2 separate regions of the Bos taurus genome follow, and region 2 is linked to region 1. A link is a contact called in public Hi-C data. All regions are on one chromosome and are shown on one strand. Each heading gives the region's core, a stretch centred on a gene start, on an enhancer-like site or on the middle of the called end of the contact. The rest is flanking DNA. Distances are from core to core; before and after follow the strand shown. Region 1 holds the start of AKR1A1 (aldo-keto reductase family 1 member A1). Region 2 overlaps TESK2 (testis associated actin remodelling kinase 2).

What was found. Hi-C and Micro-C count contacts between places; a contact is called where the count stands out from the background.
Region 2: a Hi-C map of skeletal muscle shows a contact between it and region 1, with 3 times the contacts expected there. The contact joins the enhancer-like site here to the promoter of AKR1A1 in region 1. A contact is called at or near these places in 3 of 11 Hi-C or Micro-C datasets (blastocyst, liver and skeletal muscle).

The regions. Positions count from the first base shown.
Region 1 is chr3:100,515,494-100,518,650 of ARS-UCD2.0, reverse strand. It overlaps AKR1A1 (aldo-keto reductase family 1 member A1), which reads left to right and starts at 1,722. Exons shown (of 9, transcript NM_001076513.2): 1 at 1,722-1,827.
Region 2 is chr3:100,701,276-100,704,432 of ARS-UCD2.0, reverse strand. All of the region lies in intron 7 of TESK2 (testis associated actin remodelling kinase 2), which reads right to left. Among named protein-coding and RNA genes, the nearest start is that of MUTYH, 20 kb to the left of the region's middle. Within about 2 kb of position 1,687, at least 20 of the 102 cell types and tissues checked have an H3K27ac peak or open chromatin away from gene starts, as enhancers often do. A contact at or near this core is called in skeletal muscle, where this site is marked.

The sequences.
Region 1 (3,157 bases), core at 473-2,972:
AAAGAGTCAGACATGACTGAAGCAACTTAGCACACACACACAGGTGACTTTCAGTTCAGTTCAGTCACTCAGTCGTGTTTGACTCTGCAACCCCATGAACTGCAGCACACCAGGCCTCCCTGTCCATCACCAACTCCCAGAGTTTACCCAAACTCATGTCCATTGAGTCAGTGATGCCATCCAACCATCTCATCCTCTGTCGTCCCCTTCTCCTCCTGCCCTCAACCTTTCCCAGCATCAGGGTCTTTTCAAATGAGTCAGTTCTTTGCATCAGGTGGCCAAAGTATTGGAGTTTCAACTTCAACATCAGTCCTTCCAATGAACACTCAGGACTGGTCTCCTTAGGATGGACTGGTTGTATCTCCTTGCAGTCCAAGGGATTCTTAAGAGTCTTCTCCAACACCATAGTTCAAAAGCATCAATTCTTCGGTGCTCAGCTTTCTTTATAGTCCAACTCTCACATCCATACATGACCACTGGAAAAACCATAGCCTTGACTAGATGGACCTTTGTTGGCAAAGTAATGTCTCTACTTTTGAATATGCTGTCTAGGTTGGTCAAAACTTTCCTTCCAAGGAGTAGGCGTCTTTTAATTTCATGGCTGCAGTCACTATCTGCAGTGATTTTGGAGCCCCAAAAGTGAAATGTTGGAGACTTAGTTCATCAGGACGCCACTTCTACTGGAGAGACAGTGGGGAGTAATCTGGGGTATAAACAAATGATGGGGAAGAACTTCCCCTGTGGTCAGGTGGTTAAGAATCCACCTTCCAATGCTGGGAGCCAAAATTGGATCCCTGGTTTGTTAACTAAGCTCCCATATGCCTCACAGAGTGGCCTAGAAAGAAATAAGCTTAAAAAATGGTTAGAGTCGCGCTGGCAGAGTACAGAGGGGCAGGAAGGAGGTGAGGGAGAGAAAGAGCTACACCAGGACAAACCTGCTTCCTGCCCATTCTGCCAAGGAAAACATAAATTCAAGACACCTCTGAGTCCGAATGGCAAAGCTATTTCAAATCTCAGAACTGCAATTTAATAGCTATCTTACTCTGAACAAGGTAAAGCCTGCTAAGTCTGCACAATCTGTAAAGTGGGACGTGAATACCTTCCTCACGGGAGACTGACTGCAAGTGCGCTGGATGCTGATTACAGTGAAAAAGAAAAAATCAGAGTTGAATGTTTAAGATTTGTGCATTGTTCTGTATGTATTAATGAATAAAAAAAATATTGACAGTCTAAAAGTTGAATTATGTTTTATTTAGTGGAGTGAGGGAACAGCCCACTGCAGAAGAAGCCGTCACGAGGCCGCCGGATTCTCTCTCTGGCTGGAGAAAGAGCTGGGACCGCCCAGAGCAGCCTTACAGGCGGCGCGCGGTGCAGTGTGGGCCAGGCAGAGGCGCGGCCTAGTCCCGCCCTCGGGGCCGCCTACGTGATCCGAGGCGCGTGCATCTTTCACGCGGGAGTTCGCCAAACCAGCGGTGTGCAGTGTCCAAGCTCCACAGTAGGCCACGCTGTGTGGACCCACATTCCGCAGGATGCTCGTGGGCAATCCACTCATCACCATGGTGCAGCCTCCTAGCTCAGGCTTCCACTCCTCAGCTTCTTTCTGGAGGTAGGGGCGGGGTCCACCACGCGCGTGATGCTGAACACCCGGCCCCCGCCACTCCTCTGGGAGGAGCTGCCTCATCACCGCCAGGCTTAAGTGCCTGCATCAAGCTTGGGCGGGTGTCTCCTGCTGCCCACCAATCCCGGAAGCTGAGGCTCACTTGGTGGCTAGCAGGGCACAGGACTGAGCTGGGAAGCCACACTACCCTGTTAACGCTCTGTACCGAGGTGAGTCTCTCCTCTGCTGCCCTGTTTCTTTGGCGCAGTGGAGATGGCCTCGAACCTTTACTCCACATGTGTCCGCCCCCATGTTTAGAGCGAATAGCAAATGCTCTGGAGGCGGCCAGACTTGGTTTCGGATTTGCGCTTCCTCTTATTCTTTAAATGATCTTGGATAAGTCCTCAGTTTCTCTGGCCCTCAGTTTTCTCAGCGGTAAAATCAGTTCCTACATCAGAATTGTAGCAAGAGTTAAGTGAGATAAAGCTCTTAAAAGCTACATGCACCGATTGTCAGTAAGTTTTGGTTGCCATCTTCCTTTTTTTGTTTGCCCACCGACACGGTTTTTCCCGGAAATCTGGCTTTCCTATAGAATCTGCGATTCCATAGGAATTATGAAATTAATAAAACCTGACGTGGCAAGAGGGGCGTGGGTTCGCTAGCTTTGGGACCTGCCTTGGGTTTGGGAAAGCCAGGGCATGTTTCTGTTTTGCCCGAGTGCTCTTTTCAGACTGAAATCTGAACCTTCACCGGATGGGGTTATTGTTAATTAACTCTTTCCTTCAGCCTGTCCATACTCAGGGCCGCACGACCTCCCTTAGAAGAGTCTTGAGGGTTCTGATCAGTCTTGTTACTGCCCCCCATATCTCAGATTTCTTATCTGTAATACAAGAGCAATGCCTAATGTAATCACTGGGATTTTTTTTTTTTTTTAATCGGAGATGGTAAAGTGCTTTGTTGTTTTCCAGAGATCGTTGTTGCCAGGTTGTCTAAGAAGTAAAGGAAGAAAGTGACGGGGGCAGTGACTTTCTCAGATGCACCTCCAGCTGTCAAGATCTCCCCTGTTTGCCTGTGTGTGGGGTAGGGGAAATGGGCAGCAGGCACTGTAGCAGCTACCAGGTTAGATAAATGGCAGGCCCTGACCTTGAGGAGTGCTTAAATTTCTGAGGGAAAATGAGCACACAAATGCAGTGTTGTGCACAGCTGTCAGTACATGGGAGGAGCCAGAAATTTAAAGCTAGCTGAAGGGTGAGCTGCAGTTAGCCAGGCAAGGGTTGGACTTGTGCAGAAGGGAAGTGTGCAGAGGCCTGGAATCAAGTATGGTGGCTGCTTCTGCAGAGTCTGGAATATGTTGTCTTAAGTAAAGAGGTGGAGAGATGGGGGAGGTGGGAGCCAGGTTATAAAGGGTATTACTAAGGAGTCTGGACTTTACCCCTGTGGTAGGAGAGAACTACTGGAAGAGAGCCTGGGAGTCACATGGTCAGATTTGGGGACTGCTTTGTCAGGGAGAGGGGCCTCACTGGATCAGAGCAATCCCTGGTTCTGGGAAGGGTGGTCACA
Region 2 (3,157 bases), core at 438-2,937, 190 kb before region 1:
ACAGAGCAAGATTCAAGATTTTAGATGGCAAAGTCAAAAAAACTTGATGAATGCCTTGATGAGGAGGAGGAGAACAATGAAAAGCTCCTAGGTGGATTGCAGGCTATTGGCCCCTGTGTGCCATTATTAAATACCCAGAATATAGGGAGAGGAGGTTTTTAGAAGAGGCAATGTTAAAAAACAGGGAGTACAACTAAGACATGCTGGGCTTAAGGGCATGTGGAGATACCCTATACCAAGTCAGTTTGAAGTTTAGGAGCAAAATCTGGGCTAGAGACTAACATTTAGGAGGCAATGACATTGAGCTGAAGTAGTCACTGAGGCTAAGGAATATATGGGATTGCCCAGGGGTTAACATATAAGGTGGGAAATTAACAGAATCCCAAACAACTGGAACATATACAGAAGCAGGCAGAGGAAGAACCACCAAACAAGAATGTCACCACAGAAGCCAAAGAACGAGAACATTCCAAAAGAGAAAATGACCAAAAGTATCAAAATGCTACAGATCAAGTAAGATGAGCCTGAAAAGTGTCTACTGAATTTGCCTCTAACAAGTCACCGGCAGGACTTCCCTGGTGGTCCAGTAGTTAAGAATCTGCCTTCCAATGCAAGGGATGAGGGTTTAATCCCTGGTCTGGGAGCTGAAAATCCCACACACTGTGCCTCAACTGCCGAGCCCACAATCTGGAGCCCATGGGATACAACCAGAGAGAAGCCCATGTGTCACAACAGAAGATGCTGCGTGCAGCAAGACCCAATGCAGCCAGATAAATAAATAAGAAGTCACTGGCAACCATGGCCAGAGCAGTTTCAGTAAAGTGGTTAAGACCAGAATAAGATCAAAGTGAATTGAGGAGTGAGTAGGAGACAAGGCTAAGTGGAAACTACGTGAAGATATACTCGTTCAAGAAATTTGGCTGTCTGTCATTCCTACATACCCACAAAGAGCCGCTTTGTTTTGTTTTGTTTTTAAAAAGAGCAAATACCGAGATAATAATAATAACCACAATAGCAGTGGCAGCTGCTATTAGTTGGTGCTTACTTTGTGCCAGGCACTACTCTGAGGACTTACCATTAATTACATCATTTAATCTTCACAAAACCTCTAAGCCTAAAAATAAGCACTTCATATCTTTTCAGAGTGGGGGGTGATATTGGATTTACAAAAGAGTAGGGAACTGATGGGAGAGAAGACAAGAAACCTGAATTTTAGTCCAACTCTGCCTCTTAACAGCCATTTTACTTTGGACAAATAGACTAATGAGGCTTTCCTTCTGTTTTCCCATATATACAATAGGTATTATAATCCATGATCCATATACCTCATGATGTTATTATAAGAATTGAATACAAATACATGAAAGTGCTAAGAAAAAAATAATAGAAGTTTCATATAATCTTAGATTCTCTGATGTGGTAACATGAGTACCAAAAAGAACCAGTTGGGGGCAGCATGAGGCAGCATTTCAGATCCTTGGATGAAGTAGATCAGGTTTGGCAAGGCAGAGAGAATGGCTAAAAATACACCAAATTTCTCAAAAGGGAAACCTGTTGATCTGCTTCATCTTGTTTGATAATCCATCTTTGGAAATCTCAAAACAAAGCATAATGACGACATTAGCATAGCACCTTAGCCTCTTCACTCCAGTTGAATTTGTTCACGGTTCACATCTGAGGTGCCCATTTGCTAAAAGGAAAGTGAACTTGCAAATTCCAAGCTATAGAGGGGCAGTGAAGCTGACAGCTAATCACGTAGACAAATTTCTCTAGCTCTGAGAGTAGAAAAGGTGTGACAAGGTTGTAGTCCACTTGTCTGGCACCGTGACAGTGTGACATGGAAGGCTTGACTTCAGGAGCCACTCAGGTTTCCCACTGAGGGCCAGGCAGAAAAGATGGGTAAAAAGCCTGTATGTGTACTCTGTGGGCCAGGGTAAGCCAGGACTCTTGGTTCAAACACATGTTTACTCTGTCCCGCCATGTCTCTGAAAGTCTGAGAAATCCACAGACCAAGCCACAGGGTGGAGAGCAGAGGAGAGAGGTGAGACAAGGTGAGGAATCACACTGGCTATTTGGCTCTGACTATTCCAGACAAGATGGAAAAAAAGCACAAACCCAGGACCAGAGAGGGAAACCAAATGGAATTTACTCACTTGCCTGCCTTCAGTGAACACTTTGGTGGGGCTGATAAGCCTCTGGGGCTCTCAGAAACCACAACTTCTCAATGTCTCAAGACCTTTGCATATATGAGGAAAGGAAGTTTGAGATCTGCCAACAAGGAAGATTTCTAAGTTGCTACACACTCTGTGTGCCATTAGTCGGAATGTCCACTTCCCCATAAGCAACGCCACGTGCAGACTCAGCTGGTGTGTGCTCTGTGGGAAGCAGAGGCAAGAACAACTGTCCCCGCACATTCAGCCTTCTGGGCTGGGGATAACAGCCACTTTGCTTTCATTTTCTTCCAGACCACTCCCTTAGCTCTATGAAACAACCAAAGGCCTTGGCAACACATTTAAATACCTACCAGAGAGAAGATTTTATAATTTTTATTGTTGCTCTTTTTAACTTTCAAGTTCAGAAAACTATAATATCAGCCAATCAAATGTGTCAGAGGGACTTAATACCTCTAAGTGACTGTTCCCCAAGTTCACCTACACCAAAACCTGCTTCTCCTCCTCATGGTTTAATAAAATGTTAAGAGTTTCTGCCATTTCATTTGTGTGATATTCGATTTCATTAAAGACTTTTTTCTTAAAAGGCACCAAATAGACAAATATGTGTTGGTGACTGAACAATATTACTATGTATGTAAAAAATCATATGCCAACACTCTAGAAAATGATCAAAGGAACAGGTAAGCACACACTCAGTTCGCCACTCAGGAATATCAGCTTATTTCTCCAAATACTTATTGAGCACTCCTCCCCTTCCTACCACCCCCATATGAGAATAAGAACTTGTCCATTTACATCAACATTATATCCCCCAGTGATTACAAGAGACCCATCCACACAGTAAATGTGGGTATATAAATACTCAGTTTATACCATTAAGAAAGAAATACTCAGTTTATACCATAAAATGTGTCATGAAAGACACACTGGTAAACAAATAATACTAATAACCTTTTAGCAGAGGTAAATACTTGGGGTATAAA